Linked DNA regions of Mus musculus: region 2 is linked to region 1. The links are chromatin contacts, called in public promoter capture Hi-C maps. All regions are on one chromosome and are shown on one strand. Each heading gives the region's core, a stretch centred on a gene start, on an enhancer-like site or on the middle of the called end of the contact. The rest is flanking DNA. Distances are from core to core; before and after follow the strand shown.

The links. Promoter capture Hi-C pulls out the DNA fragments that hold promoters and counts their contacts.
Region 2: a promoter capture Hi-C map of liver shows a contact between it and region 1. The contact joins two enhancer-like sites. A contact is called at or near these places in 11 of 39 promoter capture datasets (the 3T3-L1 cell line, 3T3-L1-derived adipocytes, the C10 cell line and 9 more), 1 of 15 datasets of contacts at CTCF or cohesin (the NIH/3T3 cell line), 6 of 484 Hi-C or Micro-C datasets (the HPC-7 cell line, bone marrow-derived macrophages, cerebral cortex and 3 more), 15 of 115 datasets of contacts at active chromatin or transcription factors (craniofacial prominence, embryonic basal ganglia, embryonic fibroblasts and 11 more) and 3 of 9 other capture datasets (adipose tissue, liver and pancreatic islet).

The regions. Positions count from the first base shown.
Region 1 is chr6:34,524,477-34,531,818 of GRCm38.p6, forward strand. No RefSeq gene overlaps it. Among named protein-coding and RNA genes, the nearest start is that of Gm32942, 8.8 kb to the right of the region's middle. Within about 2 kb of position 3,880, at least 11 of the 459 cell types and tissues checked have an H3K27ac peak or open chromatin away from gene starts, as enhancers often do. A contact at or near this core is called in hepatocytes and liver, where this site is marked.
Region 2 is chr6:34,723,857-34,731,198 of GRCm38.p6, forward strand. All of the region lies in intron 3 of Cald1 (caldesmon 1), which reads left to right. Gm38787 (a long non-coding RNA gene) reads right to left here. Exons shown (of 3, transcript XR_868972.2): 1 at 2,662-7,342. Among named protein-coding and RNA genes, the nearest start is that of Gm38787, 5.3 kb to the right of the region's middle. Within about 2 kb of position 3,640, at least 11 of the 459 cell types and tissues checked have an H3K27ac peak or open chromatin away from gene starts, as enhancers often do. A contact at or near this core is called in hepatocytes and liver, where this site is marked.

The sequences.
Region 1 (7,342 bases), core at 2,630-5,129:
CAGGGTACCCAAGTCAGGGTGGAATTGTTAGTTTAAAAGCAGTAGCGTGTTGGTTCTTTGCTGGCTGGCCAGCACTTTCTCTGACTTTGCTGTGTAAGCCAAGCTTTGTCTTGGCTATCTTTAGTTTCTCCCTCAATCTTTCTTTCTTTAGAAAGGCCTGAGGTTCAGTGAGCTGTTTGTGTGTGTGTCTGTCTGTCTGTGTGTGTGCATGTGCATGCATGGACACACACATGCATGTATGCTAGCACACTGCTGTTTTTCCTTTGGCATAGTCCACCTTAACTTTTAAAAATGTTACTTTTTAACAATTTCATACAGTGTATCATAGTCTGCCCCACTCCTGCTATCTTTCCCCAGAATTTCTTAAAACATGACTTCTCCCACCATGAGGCACCCGCATGTACCCACCCATACATACCCATACCCACCACCTACTGCTTTCATGTCCTCTCTTTTTCTCTTTTATTTTAAAATAACCGATTCTCTCTCTCTAAGTCTCTCTCTCTCTAAGTCTCTCTCTCTCTCATCAGTATCTCTCATTGGCCTGAAACTTGCCAAATAGAGTTGAGCTAGCTGGTCAGTACTGTGAGCTTTACAAGTGTACTTCACTTCAACTATTTTTGTGGGGCTCTGTGGGGAGGGGATCCTGGGGATCTAACTCAGGTCCTCTGAGTCAATTTACTGACTGCGCCATCTTCCTAGCCGCAATTAATTCTTAATTATGGCCTTGGCCGCAGTTCAGAGCTTTGAAACTGGATTAGAACCCTTCTGTGCCATCAGGTGTCAGAAGCTTCTAGAACGTTCCTGGAGGATGGATGCTTTGCTTTCACAAGTCTGGTTGTTACAACATCTACCTAGGAAGATGAACCTCTGGCCAGAAGTCTCTCCCATGCAGCAGTGTATGACGTTTCCTTACATGGCTGTCATAGGCTCTGTTTCTAGAGACCATTCTGCAGCTGTATGAGACCAGAGTTGGTCCGTAGGGAGGATGAATCGCTCTAAGATTTAAATATGGCGCCCTGGAAGACATGGGACAGCCTGATAGTTAAAAAGTCCTATTATCACAAATAGGGACTATGTATCTTAAGACACTGTTTTATCAAGAAAACCCAGAGGGGCCCCAGCCAACCCAGTGACAAAGCAAATGATTGATATTTTTGCCTCTGGCCAGGTATCTGTAAAAGTCAGGAGGAGCAGCCTCCAAGGGTCAGGGAGAGATGGCCTTCTGGCCTTGTCACTGTCAGATGACAGGGTCACAGGGCTGCTGAGCTCTGCCCTTTGAATTCTGATGGCTTCTTGGAGAGAAGAGGAGAAACTCCTAGAAGTACGCCTTATCAATACTCTTGAGTGACCCCAGGTGGCTCTGTCCCCACATGCAGCCAGTTGACAATATGGAACCCTGACACAGGCAGAGCACTGCTGTGCATGCTTAGGGGAGGGCAAGAGCTGTGGAGCGTTTCCATTTCAGAAAGTGGGCGTGTGCATCAACCTGCGATGATCCTATGGTGGCAGAAGTCACCAAGCCATTCCTCATCACCCTCTGGGACATAAAAGGCCACATAAATGCTTCCCTCCTCACTCACCTGCTGGCCATCACCCTTAGTGCAAATTCGCCCCAGTGGACAAAGCACTACTACCCAGAGGGAGGAAGTGATGTGCCCCACCCAGCTGGGAAGCAGCTGAGCTGAGAGTCAGGCTCCAGGCTGCTGAGTTAAAGGGGCTGCTGTCCTGCCTGTACTGCCTGCCTCTGCTTGTGAATTATCGGCAAGAATGAAGTGAGAGAAACCAAATGATCCGAAACTGGGGCTTTAATCCTCTCTGTGATGTAATTGGTGCTTACAAATCATCAGGAGAGCACATGGCTCTGCCTCGTTTTCTACCCCAATGCTGATGATTTTATAGAACTAAATTACGAGAAGAACCTAAGGTGTGCTTTGACCTCCAGCTGGACATGTGTCTCCCTGACACTGTTCTACAGTCTACCCTCCATGCTTTATGTCTGCCCTTCCCATTAAATCTATAACTGTAGGGCATTCTGGTTACAGGCATGAGAGCCGGGGCCAGGGTCAGAGCAGTGGCACCCAGACCTATCACAGTTCCTGTGGGTTGTGTGACTTCTGATAAGTTTCTTTGCCTCTCTTAGAGTTTTCTATGTAAACACTAAGGGGATTGAACCAGATCTCCATCAGCACACAGTGGTGAGGAAGTAACCAAAAGGCCGTTTCTCTCAGCTGCAAACCCTATCCTCTTGTTTCTCTTGGCCTTGTGGGATGTCAGACTACAGAAGAAGAGGAACAGAGGACTGCTGAATTGTTGCTATTAAGGTAGATGGAGAGCCACAGCCCAGGTTTCATAAAACGTCACCAAAGCAGTGACTGGCTATGGATTTTATAAAGAGACTCATATCAGGTATTCAGCCCGAAACCAGGAATAGTGAGATGAACAGGGTCTGAAACCTCAGGTCGCATCAGCTGGGGAGGACTCAGTGATCACCAAGGTCACTTCAACTCTAGTTTGGAAGCCATTTGAATTCAAGTCTCTAGGAGAAGGACTGAGGGGTTGAGGTCTTAACCAAGAAGAGTTTTAGAACCTCTTGCTTACAATAAGGACTAGCTCTCCCTTCTTTATTCCAGGCTGGACCTGTTCTGTGTAGAGAAGAAGAGACCAAGCCCAGCATCACTCCTTCTGGCGAGGCACCATCCCAGGGAGACAGGAAGTCAGCATAGAGTAGAATATGGAGAAATAGTGAGGATGTATGAGTTCCAGGTCTCAGGCTTGAGCCTGTCTGGTTTCCTTTTGCAGATTGCATTAATGCTGGTGTGAAAGGAGACTCAGGTGTCGGTAAAAGACAAAGGTATCAGAGGAGGTGCCCTAGCTCTTCACAGGTCCTATGCTGTAGGTCAGAAGGTGCCTCCACACCCAAGGATGATGCTGAACAGCTTAGTTACCAGAAACAGCTGCCTCATACAACTCTGCAGAGGTCCAGACTCTCCAGACAGCTTTTTCTGAGGTCAAGGACTAAGAATGAACTGCAAATAAAAGGAGCAGCCTTCTCTGTAGCTGGCTTGCTCCAGGTACCCTGGAAGTAGTCAGAACCCTGTCTAGAGCATGGTCAACTTGACTTGGGGCATGCATAAATTAGGAAATATGTAACACTAGACAGTAAAGTAATAGGTCGATTTATTTGCAGAGTGGATAGACAAACTTGGCATTCTGCGTGCTCAGAACTTTAAATATTTACAACTAAGGAGCATTCTCGAATAACCTTCCTCCAGAGACTTTTCTGCAGTGTGGACTTCAGAGAGCCCTTTGCTAAGCCTTCCTGTGATGCCATTCCACACTGATGGTAAATGTTGGCTAGATTTTCCTGGAACCCAGTGGAAACTTCCCAGTAAAGAGAGAGCAAAGCAGAGAGAAGGGCTAAACCTTTTGTAATGTACCACTCTCCAAAGCACTTAGTTTGAGGTGGGTGTTGGAGAGCCCTTCTAGAAAGTAGTGCAGAAATGTGGATTATTTTGGGAACTACAAAACATCCCTGTCCTATTATAAAAGTCCAAGATACCCCTGTTTCTGGTAAGAACTTTTCTCTAGTTAGTACACTGACAGTGTCCCAGAGACCCATATGTCAAAGTCTTTGTGCCCAGGACAGTGCTGTCAAGAGACCGTAGAACCTTTGAGAAGTGAGATGCAGTGGAATTCCTCTGGTCACTCAGGACACATTCCTTAAAGGGACTGTGGGACTCTGGTCTTTTCTTCTTCCTCTCTTTTGATTTCCAGTCATCAGGTTAGCAGTTTGTCCCTGCTGTGTCACCACCACAATGTGTTTATCTCACCACAGGCCCAACTCATGGGCCAATAGGTCATGGACTGAAAACTTCATATCTGGGAGCCAAAATAAACACCCCCTAATCAAATAAGTGGATTCTCTTTGGGGTGAAGGGATGGAGCGGGGGTAAGGCACTTGCTGAACAAACATGGCATCCTGACTTTGGATCCCCAGCAATGGAGTAAAAAGCTGGGTAGTCTCTAATCCCAGTGCTTTGGGAGATGGAGGGGGGAGCATCCCAGGGGATTTCTTACTGGCCGGTCTAGCTGAGTCAGAGGAAGACATCTAATACTGGTCTTTGCCTTCAATGCATTACCTTCCAAAACATGTGTGTGTGTGTGTGTGTGTGTGTGCGCGCGCGCGCATACATTGACAGTGTCCCAGAGACCCATATGTCAAACTCTTTGTGCCCAGGACAGTGCTGTCAAGAGGCTGTAGAACCTTTGAGAAGTAAGATACAGTGCTGTCAAGAGGCCGTAGAACCTTTGAGAAGTAAGATGCAGTGGAATTCGCGCACACACACACACACACACACACACACACACACACACACACGCTTTCATTAAGAATGGTTAAATGCTGGCTAACAGAAGGGTTCTTGGAGACTTTGGTGGGACTGAGAATGACCTGTAGCCTGGCTAGGGGAAGAGCTGACTGAGAACCAGGTAGACCACTGTAGCCCCTGACAAGGCTTCAGGACTCAGCAGTGAGAGTTCACTGGAGCACACTGCACCCAGGGGACAGACCTAGAAGAGTTAAGCAACTCCTTCAAAGTCCCACTAAAGTGATCTGGTGACACTAGAGTTCAAGTGGTGCCTCCCAGACCCCCAAAGCCACACTGTAGGTAGCTGATAGATGGTAAGTGCCAGGGGAGACATCTTTGAGTAATTATGAAAATACTATGATGCTTTTGATTATTGAAGAATGCTTTATGGAGCCTCTGATTCCTTATCTGTAAGGCCAATCACATCCACTCAGAGTACAGATCAGTAGTGAGTTAACAGGAGCACAGAGCTCCCAGCATTGTTTCTCGAATGTAGAAGACTCCTAACACTCAACAGCTGTGGTTTTTATTGTTGGAATAGAAACAAAGAAGTGGGTTAGTAAAGAATACAAAGAAAGGGTGGGAGAATACACACCCACCCACACCCACACACAGACACACAATAAATACACACACACACACACACACACACACACAGAGTCAATCAATGAGCTTTGAGAACGTAAAATACCAACTTCTCTCACTGAGACTTGTCAACTCTTTAAGCCTCCTGACAAATCTTAAGAATTATGTTCAAGGGTGGTTGCAAGAGAATTGATAGTGACGTACCCAGGACTGTTTGGAACAGTCAAGCAATCTGTAGACCTGGAAATGCAAACAATAGGGATCTGAAATAAAAACAGCAACCACCCTCCCCACACACACACACACCTGCCAATTTTCCAAGGCAGAAGCAGAGCCCATCCTTCACTGAACAAGTTGTAAGCATCTACCATGCAGAGCAGCCTGAGCCAGCGGGAGCGCTGCCCCTGGCCGAACAACTCTGCAAAGACCAAAGACGAGCACTGTAGAGTGCCCAGGATCATGGAAGATGGCAGCACAGCTAAGAGTGTGAGCAGAAAAGCTTCCTCCACGCTGATCTTTCCCCCTAAACTCAGGTACATTGTTAGGAAAGTTCCTGCACATAATATTTTACAGAAACCTCAGCATTTGATGTTAAAGCCAGTGCTGCCCACTTCTCCATGTCTAGGTCCCTCTTGGGGAACTTCTGTTGGAAAGATGTGATTGTTCCTAATAGTCAACAGAAGGAGGGAGACATGGTGGGGGTGGGGGTGTTGTTCTTGGCCCTCTTACACTTACGTTTCTGTTGGAGTTCTTTGGAAAAGAATATGAAACAAAATAGTTTACAATTTCAGACTGCCTGTTGGCAAACATTGTACCATTCAGAGACAGCAGTCCCTCTGAGAAGTGAGTCACTAGATCCGGCAAAAGCAGCTTCCACCATCTGAGTATTCTGTAAGCCAGGGACCCTAGACTTAAGAATTTATGAGCCAGAATAACTTAATTCTTCAAGTTGCGGAATGCGGAAGCTAACAAAAAATTGATGGTGTCTCATTTTGCTAAATCATCTGTTGTGAAAATTCCTTCCCATAACATTCCCCAAACAACAAAAACTACAGCTCCACCTAAGTTCCCCTTGGAAATCAATGAATTTATTAGGGTTCATGCATTGTCTAACACTTAGAAAGTTTTTGGTACTTTCAGGGAGACAGTTACTAATGTAAGTCCTCAGAGAAGCTTGCTTTCTTGCTTTCTTGCTTTCTTGCTTTCTTGCTTTCTTGCTTTCTTGCTTTCTTGCTTTCTTGCTTTCTTGCTTTCTTCCTTTCTTCCTTTCTTCCTTTCTTCCTTTCTTCCTTTCTTCCTCTCTCTCTCTCTCTCTCTCTCTCTCTCTCTCTCTCTCTCTCTTTCTTTCTTTCTTTCTTTCTTTCTTTCTTATTTTTTATCAGCTATGTGCTCTTGGGTAAGTATGACCTCAGTGCTTTGGTTACTTTATGCCATAGAAGTCATATGGATCTCTTAGGGTCTTCTGATAAGGAGCATGATAATAATGTATAAGCATTACGATGCACATTGTGGTGGTATATTATTGATATTTAAGGGAGTATATACAGCCTGATCAAATAAGGATTTCTACGAATGTTTAGGCTCGTGGAATGAATTGGAATAAGTTGTCTTGTCTTTGCAAAGCTCTTACTTGTCTTAAAGTGCTACCTAAAAGCGCAGACACACTATTACGACTGGAGGGATTCATAGACGTGCTGGCAACTTGACCAAGACCTTGCAGTTTCTGGCTGTCCCTTCAGCATCAACAAGCACAGGATGCTACTAAGGCTGGGATGGATGGGAGGTGCAAAGTTAAAGTGGAAAGTACGGTGACAGGCATCTGAAGTTTCTTTAGGATTAGCCTCTGATTAACAAATGGAAAATACTTTTGCAGTGAAGCCTTGTCACGAGGCCAGACACCTTTCCTGGATTAACTTTCTCTCGGGGACCCAAGCTTGATCTTGTCTCAGCAATGCATCTCTGGGCTTCGGCATCCACCTGCAGCCAGGCTTTCCAGCATAGTAATCTCTCTAAGCCGTAGGTTTCTAAAAATCAAATTAAAAACTAGATTGCGATAGGATTAAACTGCCCACAAACGCTTAAGTGCCTTCATATTCAACTTATGTTTTAGTTGCAGATGTGTAACTTTTGTGTCTTTCTGTAAAATGCATGCATGTTTAATTAAAGATATGTTTACATATTTTAATCACCAAAAATTGTACACTTTTCTATAAAGTACGTTTACATGTTTATTTGTAGGAAACTCGAACAATGAAGAAAAGCATAAAGAACAAAATAAAAATTACCCATAATCATACTCCATTTTAAACCCATTTTGTAGGTCTTTATATATATTTGTAAACATGTATTTATGTATCATATATGTGATATATGTGATATACACTTTC
Region 2 (7,342 bases), core at 2,390-4,889, 200 kb after region 1:
GTAGTTGAAACCAAAATCGGCTTCTAGACACATGGGCATTGTTCAAACACTATTTCCCACACACAGAATGAGTGAAGCTTTCTGCCAAACAATTGAAAATGGCGTGTTCATTTCAAAGCTGTAAGTAACAAAGTTATATTTTTCAGGTTTTCTCTATGTCCCATAATTTATATATTCCTTGAGATTCAACTCAATTGATAAATGCTTGATTTTCCTCTGATAGTAAGCCACCTTCAGATGGTGAAATTGTAAAATTGCTGTATCTAGCAAAGATGAAATGATACAAACAAGGGATATTTAAAAAATAAAGACCACTGGTCTTCAAAAGTTCTAGGCTGTAATAACACAATATCAAATAGGGAAGAGTTTGTAAACTCGTGAATTGATTAGTGGGGTGTCTCCTCCCCCTGGCATGGTTTCCATTCTCGAGGAAGACAGAGAATTTGGAAATTCAACACAACAAGCTGGGAATATAGATTAGATAATTACCAGCATACGTAGACAAAACAGGTTGGAGGCACAGTGACATTACCCAGCAAAAGTGTGTGGAGCGAGAGAAGAGGTTAAAAAACATTAAAGGGTACAAAGGAAATCTGAAACAAATGGTTGGCAGAGAAAGTCACAAAGAGTGTGTTATGGTTTAAATGTGAAGTACACTCCACAGTCTCATGGTTTCAATACCTCTTCTCCAGATAATGGTCATGTCTTGGGATGTGGGGACCAGCTGGAGGAGGTGGGTTGCTGGTGGGGAAGACATTGAGAGTCAGAGCCTGGTCCTTCTTGAATTCTCTGTCTGCGTAGCTGGTGACTTATGACAAGCCCCAGCTGCTCTTGCCTTGTCACTAACTCTGCCATGATCCTCCCACCGTGATGAACTCAACCTTTTCCTCCCTTGCTTTTTCGAGAAATAATTTTTTAAATTGGTCTACTATTTTTTTAAAAATGTGTGTGTATGTTTGCTTACCAGTATGTGTACCACATGTGTGCAGTGTCTATGGAGGCCAGAAGAGGGCACCAGATATGGTGGGACTGAAGTTACAGGCTGTTGTGTGTCATCCTATGTGGGTGCTGGAAACTGAACCCAGGATCTCTGCAAAAGCGGCGAGTTCTCTTAACCCCTGAGCCATTTCTCTAAACCTCATTAGTTTCTTCAAACTATGAACCAAAGGAAATTTTTCTTCCCATAAGTGACTTCTTCCAGGATAGCTTTTCATAAGTATTTGGAAAATGTATAATACAGAAGATAGCATCAAGTAAAAGGTTCTACCTGGGATCCAATCAAATGAGTTCAGGAGGCTCCCCTTACCTGGGGCTTCATTACATTGATTTAACCTTGGTCACCTTTGCTCCAAAAATATTAAGTTGAAAGTTCTGGACATAGTTTATTTATTTTAAATCATGTTTATTATAGTCTATCATTAGAGTTGCATTTTGTTATTGACTATGGTGCTTCATTCTTACTGTGCCTCATTTATTAATTAAGTTTCATCATAACTACATACATAGAGAGTCCCATACTATATGTAGTAGCAACCATCAATGGAATGCCTTAGGCTCCATCCCCACAGGTGAGAGGGAACAACTATATAAAGAATCGTTTTCTACACTTTGCTCCAAAGTATAGCTGTAGAGAATACAAGTCTTACAGTCTTACTTTGGAGTCATGGCTACTAATTCCTGGGTTAAAGGATACCACATATAGTCAGTATAGTGTTCTGAGAACTTAATAGCCAGTTCTAACTATCCTTTTAATTTTTGGATTGACTGGACAAGCAGTTAAAAGGTCTGGAACTAAACAAAATCTCTGGCCCCTTAAACATGGATCTCAAAGTAAACTTGCAAAGTAGATGAAATTAAGCTAAAAACCATTGAATGAAATTAAATGTGTAACTAATCATAAGACAGCCCATGATATGATGGAACTAGGCATCTTTGTGTTTCTTACAACATCCATTGAATTGCAAGCCAGTTTTGGCTAGGGCTCATTAAATGTTTCTAAAGGAGCAAAGTTGAATATGCTGCTCTCTCTGAATTAGTTTTGCTTTCCACTGACATCACAAAAAGCCAAAAGGACTGCCAGGCACACACACAAACATGAGAGAGACAGGCAGGTGGTGTGTACACAGTTACACACACACAATGAAAGAGGCAGGCAGGTGGTGTGTACACGGTTACACATAAACAATGAGAGAGACAGGCAGGTGGTGTGTACACAGTCACATACAAACAATGAGAGAGACAGGCAGGTGCTGTGTACACGGTTACACATAAACAATGAGAGAGACAGGCAAGTGGTGTGTACACATTCACACACACATAATGAGAGAGGCAGTCAGGTGGTGTGTACACATTCACATACAAACAATGAGAGAGACAGGCAGGTGGTATGTACACATTCACATACAAACAATGAGAGAGACAGGCAGGTGCTGTGTACACAGTCACATACAAACACACAGAAAGATAAATCTTTGATCTGGACCAGAGTCCACAGTCTGAATAGAAAACAAACAAACAAACAAACACACACACCAGGTGACTCAGTTTGCCTTAGCCTCCCATTATTGACCAGGTTCAAATCAGATATGTCTTCTGTCCACCACCAATTGTGGCTGTGGTTATTGTTGTTGCTTGCTTTGGTTTTAGACAAGGAAAACATACCTTTTCCAGTTCCTAGTTCCAGGAGGGATCTGAATAATGACTTCTGCCAAGAAAGAAGCATAAGGATACCAAGCATATCCATGATAAATCCACTGAAACATTTGCATTCTAGACCAGTGCGCAAAATGTACCAGCCCAAGCAAGCACTGGAAAGTTTGTGGCCAGTAATTGCTTTCAACAATTAGAGGGAAGGATTTGAGAGAAATGAGGTGTCGGGTTACCACACTTTCAATGTTTAGAGGGGGAGGGTTTGAGAGAAATGTGACAAGTTGGGGTCCCGCTCTTGTATTTGTTGCTGATGTCACCTCTGCCATCAAGCTGTGAAGCTGATGCTGTTGCTCCGTTCAGGTTTAATATGGTTCTGATCTGTCATCTCATAGTCACGGTCATTTCTTCCCTCAGTGAGATTCCCCCACACCCCGGAACACCTTCGGTGCCTCCCCAGGTGCCACCTGTCAGTGTTTCAATGCCTTTTGCTTCCCTTTCATGCTTTTGGGCATCCTTAGTCAATGAAAGTAGTGTATGGAAATCACATGGTGCCGGGGTGAGGTGGGGGTGAAACAGAACTTTAGCTCTAGAGGAACACTCCTGATGATGGATGTAGGGGGTGGGGTCTTAGATGCAAATAAAGCAGTCCGTGATGCAGGTCTGACACAACCTTGGTGACTTCACAGGAGGCACAGGCCGATTTTCAGGATGCCTGCTGCTTCTGAGCCTCTCTCGAGGGTGGAGGGTCGGTGCATCTGGAGCTGGCAAGAGGAAAGGGGGATGTTAATGTTGCTATAGAAGCAGGAAGGCAGGGGAAGAGAAAATGGAGTGGAAGGGCAAAGAATTAAAGCTTTTTCTGGTACTTTTCTGGCCATCCCTTCTGGCCCTGACACCTTACCCCTGACCCCTTTTCTAGCCATGTGTACCATCCCCAGAGGCAAGCACGGGGCTTAGAATGCGCAGCTCTCGGTGCCACGTGGCCCTCTAGTCTCGGTGGAGTCAGAAGGTTTACCTGTGGCAGGCCTTATCTAGTTTAAACTAACATTGCTAAAGAGCCCTGTGCTTTGAAGGTTTGTGCAGAAGCTGCAGGCAGAAGGGAAATTGCTGGAAATACAAGGAAGGTTGTGCTCAGGGAGCCAGTGCCCACCTCGCTGAGGGAGCACGGAGGAGGGCTTCCTCTGCCCCTCGCTTGCTTTTTTCAGCAGGCTGTGTGAGGAGCCAAAGGCTTTTCCTAGGTCTGTAATCTCTACTGAAACCCAATCCACGTAGCACACAGTCCACCCACTGTAGATATACAAGCCCAAGGTTCTTAGTACAGTCGCCGACCGCACAGCCATCGACCGCCATAGTCACTGACCAACATTTTCACCTTCAGCAAAAACTCACATGGTAAAAAAAAAAATTATGTGGAAAATAGACTTTCGTTTGTGATTTTGTTGTTGAAAAAATCTGTAAGTGTGATCTACCAAGACAATCATACCTTGTCTTCATACCTAGGCTTGAGGGGGAAATAAAACTCTTAAATCTCACAAGTAGAAGTTGAAGCAATTTATTTAAAATTCGTGTGGCTTTGGAAGGAGAAATGGTGGACAGACACACATTGGAAATTAGGGGGGATTTAGTATGTTAGCTCCATGCTTCAACATACCAAGCGTTTATCTCTCCCACTTGTACGTATCCATTTTCCATAAACTTAAACACAAGACTAAGGGACTGGAGAGAGGACTCAGCCCTTAAGAGCAGTTGTTCTTGCAGGGGACCTGGCTTCAATCCCCAACACCCCTCGATGGCTCACAAACATCCATGATTCTGGTTCCAGGGCATCTACCACCCTTTTCTGACTTCCTCAAGCACCAGACATACACATGGTGCTCACGTATAAATTCAAGCAAACACTCATACTCATATAATTTTAAAAATTAAAAAAAAAAAAAAAAACCCTAAGCTGCAACTGTCATTGAAAGTTGAATGGCAGAATCAACTGAAGCTCACGCTAGCCAGGCTTTCAAATAACTGATCACAGTGTGCTAAAACTAAGATTAAGATGTAATAGAAGTTCTATGAATACTGATAAATTAGACCTTTAATAAGTTTTTTCAGTATTATTCTCTTACACTTCTTTTTGTGTTTTATAATGTGTAAGCATTTCAATAGTACTATATATGATTAATTTGTAAATAACTGAATATATATAAATCAAGACAGATAACTGATGGCACCTGGCTTTTTGTTGTTTTCTTTCTTTCTTTCTTTCTTTCTTTCTTTCTTTCTTTCTTTCTTTCTTTCTTTCTTTCTTTCTTTGTTAGACAAAGTCTCACTATGTAGCCCAGGCTGGCCTAGAATTTGCTACATAGACCAGGCTCATAGATGTCTGTCTGCTTCTGCCTGAGTGCTGGGAAGAAAGTTGTCCACCACCACACCTGGCTCTGTTTAATTTTTGATAGGAGTATTAAGACCATTGTTACAAATCAATTACAAGCAAATAGCCATGCGTGATCAACACAGGATCACATGGTGTTTCCTTTCAAATCTGTGAGCTATGTAGCTTCTGCCCCTTTAACTCACCTCTGAAACTGGAGGCTCAGATGGATCATAGACAAGATGAGAATAGTTAGTTTCTAAGGAAATAACTTACGGAAAAGATGTGTGGACTGGATTTGACCAGCAGGCCATAGTTTGGCCGTCCCTGGCCTCTGTGATGATGGGAGGCCATTGGTTAATTGGCAGAACATCTTGAGGATGTCCCCAGGGTAGGAAGACACCCTGGGTGGGAACTGAACTAAAACCCTGGCCCAGTGGTCAGTAGCTCTGCAGTAGTAGCACTGTCCGGCTCAGGTCCCCAGGTTACCGTGCACAGAGCAGTGATTAAATTAAGATCACCTCCCCAATTCCATCCTATTGTACCTCCTATGCCCCAAGCTTTGCACACCTTAACACACAAGTGTAGGTTTAGTGGAAGGCTGATGGGGTAAGGGAGATGGGGGTAGAGAGAGAGAGAGAGGGAGAGAGAGAGAGAGAGAGCAGCTATTCAGTTCACAAAGAATTGAGGGCCTAACTTACTGCTCTTGAGAAGTCTGCCACAAACTACTGTTCTGAATGGCCCAAGGATTTGCTGAGCTCAAGGCTCTTCTTGTTGCTAAGATTTATGGAGCCCTTGATATTGGGTAGCTGGCCCTATTTCTTTTATTTCCCAGGGAAAAGCTGTAGGATGAGTTGAAACACCTGGAGTGGAGACAGAACTAGGAAATCCTCCTCCGTGTGTGCTGTCTGTCCTCCATGTGTGCTGTCTGTCCTCCGTATGTGCTGTCTGTCCTACATTTAGGCTGCGTTTCCACGGGGCTGGACCCAGGAAGGATCCTCTCTCAAGATCTGTAGACTTGCTGGTCTGCCCTTCCTCTTAGTGGAGCCACGCTCGGGTCTGGACCATACGTAACCTGAGCTTCCTTCCCTGGTGCCCTTCCTGCGTCCTGAGCCCTGGCCAGACTGAAGTGTTTGCTTTTCCATGTCCACATTTCCTGACTTTACAACTTTCCATTTGTGCTCTCTGAATGAAGAAAGGGCCTCTTCCCTCCTTGCACACCCTGAATCCTAGGCCCAGCTCAACTGTCACTTTCTCCAGGAAGCCTTCTTTGATCCTATGGTCAAGACAGTATTATCCATCCTTTACGCTTCTGCATAAATCTCCTTTAATATTTACCACACTTGAACTTCCATTACATCCTTGCACGTTTCTTGGCTCCCCTGCCGAATCATAACTCTATTTTAAGCCATGTTCCCCCTTGGCTTCCTCCTCCAGTGGCTTAAACAGAGCAACTCCTCCACCAGTGTCTTAAAGATGCCTTTGTTCTAGCGGCTCGGTGTCAGAGCATAGGCAGTCGCAGCCAACATCCCACACCACCATCCAAAACTCCACCTTGGTATCTGCCACATTCCCTGCCTCCTCCTCAAACTCTAGGTGTCTACATACCCTATCCTGCCTAGGGTTCATTGCTCTGCTCTCTCAACTAAACTGAACTGCCCTCCCTCAGAGTCGGGGTCCAGATGGCCAGTGGTTTGGCTAGAGAGCAGAATGTACACAGGATTAGAAACCCATATGCTGATGCTGCTGTTGCAAAGGGTCATTTGTAATCAAACTATGTGGCAGTTTAGAAGTCTGTTGTCTGTGTTACCGCAGCAGAGGTTGCTTTCGTGTCTCATCAGAAAACAGCCTAAGCCTTCCTGGTTATTCGTCTCTTGGAATACAGATACACTAGTCCAGGCGAGGACTCTTCAGGATATTTTAAGTGCCACACAAGAAAATCTGTAAGGCCCATGTCACCCTCTCAGAAGCTGGGTAGTTAGTTCCCTGACGCTTCAGCTGTCAATGCTGCTAATTTAATCTGTACACATAAGCCTAGATGCTTCATTTTGAACATTACCTGCTAAAATGAGGATACTTTCGCCTTTGCTTGAAGAGCATCTTTAAGCATGCAAACAGGTGTTCTTTGGTTTGGCTTTCTACCATGTCATAAATGAGTGTTAGCTCACCCCCACCCCCGACATCATGTCTTGAGCACACCCCATCTTTGGTAAAGTTTCCTTTGACTGGACCATAACCCACCAAGAGCCGAGAAGTATTATTGACTTCCTTTCCCAACAGCAGGGAGGCTGGACCCAGAGGTGGCTGCCAAGTCCCCTGCAACGATACGTGTCC